2 separate regions of the Zea mays genome follow, and region 2 is linked to region 1. A link is a contact called in public Hi-C data. All regions are on one chromosome and are shown on one strand. Each heading gives the region's core, a stretch centred on a gene start, on an enhancer-like site or on the middle of the called end of the contact. The rest is flanking DNA. Distances are from core to core; before and after follow the strand shown.

Evidence for each region. A called contact is a pair of places that touch in the nucleus more often than the background predicts.
Region 2: a Hi-C map of endosperm shows a contact between it and region 1, with 2.4 times the contacts expected there. The contact joins the promoter of LOC100276346 here to the promoter of LOC100383551 in region 1. A contact is called at or near these places in 2 of 25 Hi-C or Micro-C datasets (ear and endosperm).

The regions. Positions count from the first base shown.
Region 1 is chr2:61,386,872-61,390,831 of Zm-B73-REFERENCE-NAM-5.0, reverse strand. LOC100383551 reads left to right here and starts at 1,484. Exons shown (of 7, transcript NM_001362090.1): 1 at 1,484-2,270; 2 at 2,343-2,487; 3 at 2,570-2,623; 4 at 2,710-2,801. The coding sequence starts at 1,510.
Region 2 is chr2:61,645,954-61,650,433 of Zm-B73-REFERENCE-NAM-5.0, reverse strand. It overlaps LOC100276346, which reads right to left and starts at 3,052. Exons shown (of 11, transcript NR_175984.1): 1 at 2,689-3,052; 2 at 2,532-2,601; 3 at 2,311-2,435; 4 at 1,764-1,872; 5 at 1,630-1,693; 6 at 1,469-1,524; 7 at 379-486.

The sequences.
Region 1 (3,960 bases), core at 235-2,734:
ATTTCTATATCAACTGAATCTGAAGAGAAAATATGAAAACAAATATGGAACGATTAATATCTGTCCGTATCCGACCTGATTACAGCCCTGCTATAAACCCACATTTACACTCACCTAGCCAACAAAACACATGTATTTATGCTTTATACTCTACTAGGTATGTGCCCGTGCGTTGCCACGAGACGGGAGAGCGTGGGGAGCGGCGTCTAGGCTGCAAATATAATTATTGTTTATTCTTAAACATTAAAATACATGTGGTCTAGTGGTTAGCCCCAAATTTCTAGAGTAGAGGGGTGTGGCTTCGAGGGCTCGCTTTGCATTATTTTTTGCGGGTGCTTGACGTGGAGAGGGTGAAGTCATGGTAGCACAGGTGCCCACATTAGATTCTTAATAGATTATTATTACAGTTAGTTGCCCGTACTTTTGCTACGAACCCTAAATATATCATATAAATAGGTATTGAGTGGTAGCACAGTTGCCCACATTAGATTCTTAATGATTATTATTATTATAACCAGTTGCCCGTGCTTTTGCTACGGACCCTAAATATATCATATAAATATGTATTGAGATATTTATTCAAATATAATTATTATTTAATTCTAAATACTAAGATACATGTAGTCTCGTGGTTAGCCCCAAATTTCTGAAGTAGGGGGCCTGTGTTTAAATGCTCGCTTTACACCATTATATATATATAATCATTGTTTATTTCTAAACAGCGCGGGCACAGGAGGTCCACAGGGTAATAGCTGAGAGCGTGTTTAGCGTGGAGCCACAGGGCACGACGTCGAGGCGGGGGGACCCTATGTGTCAGCGTGTGATGAAGTCGTGGTAGCACCTGGTGCCGAACATTCATTCTTAATAGTAGTAAGAATATTTATAAATGGAAATCATAGCTCATACGAGCAATTTACTAGTTATGTTTTATTTTGATGTAGACATGGTTTTTGTCTAACAAACCATCTCGCTTTCTTAATTATAATTTTACATTAATATTTTTTCTTGATTAGCATTCTAATAAATAAATATAAACCATCTTTTTTTAACTAAGAGCGTCTTTGAGGATACATTTCTACGGAAAATCGTTAGACTGTCTTCTATGGATTCTATAGAATAGAGACACGATATTATAGATAATACTGTTTATAAAGTGAATTTTGAAATAGAGAATGACATATACGATAAGATAGGAGAGCTGTTTGAGACGGTCTTAATTATATTTAAAAACCGGTTTGTTATTTACCAGCGATTAGTGGGAAAAGTTGTTTCATTTGCCCCAGTCACCCTCGCCGACGCGGGTCCCACTGCCGCAACGTGTAACATTCCCGCTGTGACGGAGCCGTGATTGAGCCGTGACGGAGCCGTGGGTCGCGCGGCGCCTGCCCGCCCCGCCTGCCCTCATTAACTTGAGCCACACCTCGCGGTAACGTCGTCACCCTAACGCCGCCGCCGTGTCTGGGAGCGGAGCCCGCGGTGTAACCCTAACGCCGCCACGCGCGGCCATCCATGGCCTCCTGCGACGACGACTTCGTTCTCCTCGGTGACGACGCACACCAGCCGGCAACTCCCCCACCCCCGGCCCCCACCGCCCAGCAACCCGCGCCGCCGCCGCCGCCGCCGCCACAGGCCTCCCATCCCTTCAGCTTCACTGACGCGGTTGCGGGGGCTGCCGCCGGCGCCGGCTCCTTCGCGCAGGCCCAGGAGGAGAGCAACCACCACGCCGAGCGCGGCAAGCCGGCGCACCACGCCAAGCGGGGCAGGGAGCGCGCCGAGGAGTTCAGCAGCGATGGGGGCGAGTACTGTTCCTACATCAACAGCAGCGGCAGCGGCGGTGGTGGGAAGAAGGGCCGTGGCGGTGGAGGGAGCTCGAGCGTGTCAGACTACCGTAAGGATCGGGAGGAGTGGACGGACGGCGCGATCAGCAGCCTCCTCGACGCCTACACGGACCGATTTGAGCAGCTCAACCGGGGAAACCTGCGGGGTCGGGACTGGGAGGACGTGGCCGGCGCCGTGACCGACGGGCAGGGCAAGACTACCGGGGCCAAGAGCGTGGAGCAATGTAAGAATAAGATCGACAATCTTAAGAAACGTTACAAGGTGGAGTGCCAGCGGCTCTCCAGTTCGGGCGGGGGTGCCATCAGCCACTGGCCCTGGTTCAAAAAGATGGAGCAGATCGTGGGAAACTCCGCATCTCCTGCCTCCTCCAAGCTTCTAACTGCTGCCGAGGATGAGAAACCGAGGCAGCAGCAGCAGCACAGCAGCAAAAGGTGGTTCATTTTTACATCATGGCTTGATCAATTTGGAGATCTACTGGTCTTAACTAATGTTTGTCGCGGTAGGTATCCTCTTTCCTGTACTGGCCCTCCTACTGGGGTTGGTAGCTCCAGAACGAACCCTCTTTCAAATCCAAGATGGAAGAGGGTGCTTCTGAAGATTGGGGGCACTGCCCTATGTGGAGCAGCTCATCAAAATGTTGATCCCAAGGTAGTTTATATTAGCTGATGGTGATAGATCTATTTTGATGCTTCCCTAATTGTTATGTACTACAATTTTGTCACTTCGTCAGGTGATTATGCTGATCGCTAGAGAAGTTCAAGTGGCATGCCATCATGGTGTGGAGGTAAATAGAGTACATACATTTCAGAGATGCATTCTTCTGATATCAGGGAACACTAGTCAATTTAATATTACATTGAATCCTATCAGGTGGCAATCGTGGTAGGAGGGCGGAATATATTCTGCGGTGACAATTGGGTAGCTGCAACAGGCACTGATCGAGCCTCAACGTACCCAATTGGGTAATTTTCTGCCATCGTTATTTCCCTTACTTTTGATCTATGTCTGCCCTCTGTTCTGCTTTACACATTTTTTTACGATATAACAGGAATTGGGAATAATGATGAGCATGCAACAAAAATATTTGATGGGTCCTGGACTCCTAGAGAAAGACTACTAGCAAATTGTCAGTTCTTCTTGTTGTGCTAGTGAATGTTGATAGTATAGGACTTGGCCATAATTGTATTCTAGTCACTTGGTTGGACCTGCTTATTGGTTAGAATGGATTAGAAGTTTCCTTATGCTTTTGTTTTGTGTATAATGCATTCCTGATCTAGCATCTATATTGTCAAGTGCCACTTAAAGTTTATAATCTCACATAAGTCCTACGTGAGAGAAGTTTATGCTTGTGTAGCACGTCATTGAGTTTAGGAATTACAAGAGCTGGAATATTTAATTTTTCCCACTTTTACATTTGCCAACGGCTCAATTGCCAGCTTTGGATGTGTCCCTATGTTTTTGCTGTTGCACAGATGAAAACGCCACCGTTTTAGACATTCTGCACGTGTGGCTGGTCAAGTCACCGTTCCAGCGTGGAAGGGGAATGCCGAAAGACCTCCCTGCCCCTGCCTTATCCATTCAGGTACGCGTGGGCTCAACACCATTCTTCTCCACCAGAATGTTGTGGCCACACATGCCTAAATGGATACAACAGGGACAGAGAGGTATTTTGGCATTCCCCTGAGGGTGACTTGGCCAGCCATGCATGCAAAAATTTTAAAACGGTGAAGTTTTCATCGGTGTGTTGCAAAAACGTAGGGACGCACCCAAAGCTGGCAATTGAGCCCTTGCCAAATGAAAAGTGGCAAAAAATTAAATATCCCACAAGAGCTTGATTCAAGATCAAACTATTAACTATAACAGGTGAAGTTTATTGTGTATTTCTGTGATTCTACAACATGTGTGTGGTGGTGGATGGGGAGGGGCGGATTTTTTTTCCCTAGACCCCGCACAGTGCGGGAAGCCTACGGCACTAGGTACGCCCTTTTTGCCATAGTCAAGAACTCAAGATTTCAAAACTAAGCACTGTGTTATACGTTGTTGGATCTGTGTGGGGTTTTGAATGTGTACAAGATGCTATGTAGAGATGTCAACTCAGGGCACCATCTTGTTGACTTGGAT
Region 2 (4,480 bases), core at 1,803-4,302, 260 kb before region 1:
TTCATCATACCATGGAGTGGAGAAGAAAAACAACCTCGAACTATCTTCCACTTATCTTTTTTTAAAAAAAGAGGTAATGCAATTCCCATATTTAAAAGTTAGAATTATGAAATAGAATGCCGTACAAAGCTAAAAAAAGAATATTGTGGTAGTTTTGTGGTATTCAATAGAAGTTGTTTGATTTATTGGACACACAGGACATTCTCGTTAATACAGAAAAGGTTCAAGAGTATTTCTGTTACTCGGGACGATCTGCAAAACAGATGTGTACCCCAAATTGCATATTGACAGTGCAAGCATGAAAAAGTAACTAGCATATAACGTCCTCAACATTTGGAGGAACAATTTTGACATCAAAGTCACAGAAACAAATCATACCCCAAATCGGATTGTTGGATACGATGCCAATTGGGAGAATATAGGGCCAAAACTCTGTGCCATAGGAACAATTACAGGTGAAAATAGTGGGATCGCAGAGCTTGCCTCCTGCAACAAATGAAGGGCATATAAAGAGGTAATTTTTCCATAAGCATATTTTTCTGGAACATGAAATTTGAGAAGAAGAGTTGGACACAACCTTCTCTAACTCGAAGCACAAAAAACGAGATGGTACAAAATGCCACCTGATAATGGCATATATGGTTCTGAAAACTAGTTACTTTTTTAGAGTGGACGCGCTAACCAGTTCAACCAAAAAGCTTAAGCTATTAGAAGGTAGGCAGTGCACTTGTACACTTCAACAATTGCATGTCACATTCAAAGAGCCACATCACATGTTAAAAATGATAGCACTGTTCTGTAAAGGAATCATACAAAACATCTCCCATGTCTTTTGCATTTACATACGATGTATGAAAATAGAACTTGAAATAGCAAGAAACATCTCAGCTAGTGAAGCAAAAACATCTGGAATATGCAGTTCTGAAGTATCACATGCAACCAGTTATTTTAGATAATTTAGTTATAGTACTAGATATCCTATGCTCAAATATATGTTTCACGGACCAACTCCAAGTTTATGTACATTTGGACAGAGGACTAAAACTGAGTCAAATTTGTAATGATACATGCAGGCATGTAGCTAAAGAAATAGTAACCATAGCCACACCTGGATGGGGAAACCGAGTTCAACCCTAAAGCTTAAGTTGAGTTGCATGCACTGACCAGTTCAACCCTAAAGCTTAAGTTGATGGGGAAACCGAGAATTTACTTATATTCTAACAATCTCCCTCACGTGGAGACCCCCTCAGACCTCAACGTGGAATAGGTTCGAGCAACAATTATTTTTATTTAATTGCGCTAATCAGGATTCAAGCTAGAGACATCTGACCTTGATACCATATTGAGTTGCATTGCATATACTGACCAGATCAACCCAAAAGCTTAACATGATGGGGGAGAAGTGGACAATTCACTTATATTCCAATAGGTAGGAGTAGGATGAATGGCAAGATATGCAAAAACATACCTTGTTGTTAAAGGACATCAGTACATTTCCACTTCGCTGCACAGCATATCTTGATCCTGGAGTACAAACCATTAGGAAGACAAATTATATAATTGTAGCAAAAAGAAAAGGACAAAAGGAGAATATTTCATAAACAGGAATTGGAAATAGATGTGTCTTACCAATCAACATGTGGATAACAGATCCCAATGAATGTCCAACACCAAACGTTGGGAGATCATTTACCTGTTTAAAATTTCATATACTTAGTACAATGGACAGAATCCTGATTTATTAAGCAGATAGTTTTACTTACAGGCTCATCCAAGTTTCTCAAACACCTGTCAAACTTAAATTGAACTTCATCTGCAATGAAGAAATGGTCAAAGCCGCTCGCATAAGGTGTAGCAATCACCAAAGCTCCCCTAGAAAACGAAAAGATAAATGAGCATTTTTGCAGTGGAAATAGGGAAGCAACTGTATAAGTCATAATGGAAGGAATTGGATTAGATCAGTAGTCAGGTAATGACAGAGTTATCTGTATTTTTTATTCATAGATGAACAAACATAGGAGTACTCCTTAAAGCTCACATGAACAAGTGAGAATATTAGTTTAGCAGTATGCTCCATCGTTTCAGGACATTCGTTTGGCAATGCTTTGTTTGAGAAAACAAGCTCAAAACACATGGAAGTACAACTGTACAACCCAGGTGCGAAAGTTGAGCTAACTCTCTGTACTTTTCATAAAGTTCAGATATTACTCTTCCTCGATGACAAGAAGATCACAAAGCTTAATCATCCAAAATAATAAAATAGCTCATAGGAAACAAACTTGGGTGGTTTGACACTGCTTTTAAACATACCTGTTCGCGAGACACTCGAGGAAGAAGCGGTATGTGATCTGGGGAGCGGCTCCGACAAAAATTCCTCCAACAAAGTGGACAACAAATGATGGCTCCAAGGACTTCGGTCTCAACACCCATGATCCCTAGCATAACAATCAGCACTAATAATCAATACAATCCGGATAAAGTTATAAACACAGAACGCAACTGTAGTGAAGGCTAGAGCCACCGAAACGCACCTCGACTTCGGTCCAATCTCCAGTCGAACCCCAGCCTTCCCGGGACTGCTTTGCCGCCTCCGTGATTACCCTACGCGCCGTCCCCTCCGCAGTGAGATAAGACCGGCGCCAAGGTTCGAGAAGAACAGATAAAACCACAGAATGATCCACTGCCTACCTCTCGATCTGGGAATAGAGCTGTATCGACCCGTCGGAAGGCGCTGCGGAGGTCGGTGGCGCGGCGGGGCGAGGGCCATCTGCGTCTGGAGACGAGCAGCACGAGATGGCGCGCCTCCGCCTCCTGCCCCTCCCAATCGACGCCACGACTCTACCCCGCGACTCCGTGAAGAGGCGCACGGGCGCGGACGACGCAGAAGCCGCGCCGCCGCACCCGTGCATCCGCAAGGCTGACGATGGCGGCTGAGACGCTGCCGCCATCCTTATCATCTCTCCCGCGCCCCCACTCCTCCTGCCACAACTTTAACCGTACGGATTTTTTCTCGTTGCGTCTCCCGCTTCAACCACCAGCTACGAGGGCCGAGTGCGGCTGTCACTCGGAAAGCGGAGGGCGTGCGGCGACTCCGCCTCGTAACGACTGCCGCGAAACGGGAGCCGCACGATGCAACCGATGCGGCGTGCGGATCGTCCGATCCGTTCCCGTTTGCCTTTCTCTGCACACCATCCCGCAGCGCATCGCGCACACCACACCCACTCCAACTATACATGTCCAAACAGCGCGGCTGCCTGTTTAGCCCGAAGTCCGGCAAGTTTTTAGCCCGGTCACGGCCCGGTTAAGATCGTGTCCGGACTAGCACGGTCCGATCCGCGTGCTGGGCTTGGACGCCATATGCGGCCCACGTGCTTTGGCACGGCTCGGTACGGATAATGGATCGGCTCGTTCTCAGCCCGCGCCCCATCTCACAAACTTAATCCAAATCCCCGCGACCCTGCCCAGGCAGCCAGCCAGCCCCAGTTCTACCGCCCCTGTCCCGACTTCGTCTTCGTACGGCTGTGCTTGGCGATTTTCTTCCTCTCGGCTCTGCCTCCGCGTCGCGACGTCGCCTCGGTGCCTGCCTCGGTGCCTCCTCCCACCGTCGACGGCCGACGGCTCACCACCTCCGACGTCTCTGGTGCTCCCTGACTCCCTATCCTCCCTCCCTCTGTCTCCCTATTCCTAACCCTCACCCTAATCCCATTCGGATCTGGTGATTGGTGATGCTCGTTCATCGTTGGTGCTCCTCGCTGGTCGGCTGGTGCTCCTCGCCTCCTCGGATCGAGTTGTAGCTTGACAGCTGGTCGGTTGGTGCTCCGTGCGGTGCAGGTGCGTGTTTCCCTTCCTGATTCTTCACTGTCTCCGGTCCGGTGGTCCGCGGCTCCGCGCCTTGTATGGTCACTGGCTCACTGCCTCACTAGTGCCCCTGCTCCTCGCCTCCTCGGATCGAGTTGTAGCTTGACAGCTGGTCGGTTGGTGCTCCGTGCGGTGCGGGTGCGTGTTTCCCTTCCTGATTCTTCACTGTCTCCAGTCCGGCGGTCCGCGGCTCCGCGCCTTGTATGGTCACTGGCTCACTGCCTCACTAGTGCCCCTGCTCCTCGCCTCCTCGGATCGAGTTGTAGCTTGACAGCTGGTCGGTTGGTGCTCCGTGCGGTGCGGGTGCGTGTTTCCCTTCCTGATTCGTCACTGTCTCCGGTCCGGCGGTCCGCAGCTCCGCGCCTTGTATGGTCACTGGCTCACTGCCTCACTAGTGCCCCTGCTGGCTGCTTGGACATCTATAATTTTGTTCTGTTTTCATTTTCCTCCCATTCTCGCCCTCCTTCTAACCTGTCCGGTTGTCCGACTTTCTCTAGTGCTCGGCTGGTCCTTGCTCGTTGGTCGCTCTGCTCGGCTGCTCCTCGGACCTCGGCTCCGTTCTGTCGTGTCTGGTGCTCTGGCTTGAAAAGGTTTGTTTAATTTTAGCCCTTTAATTCTTGTA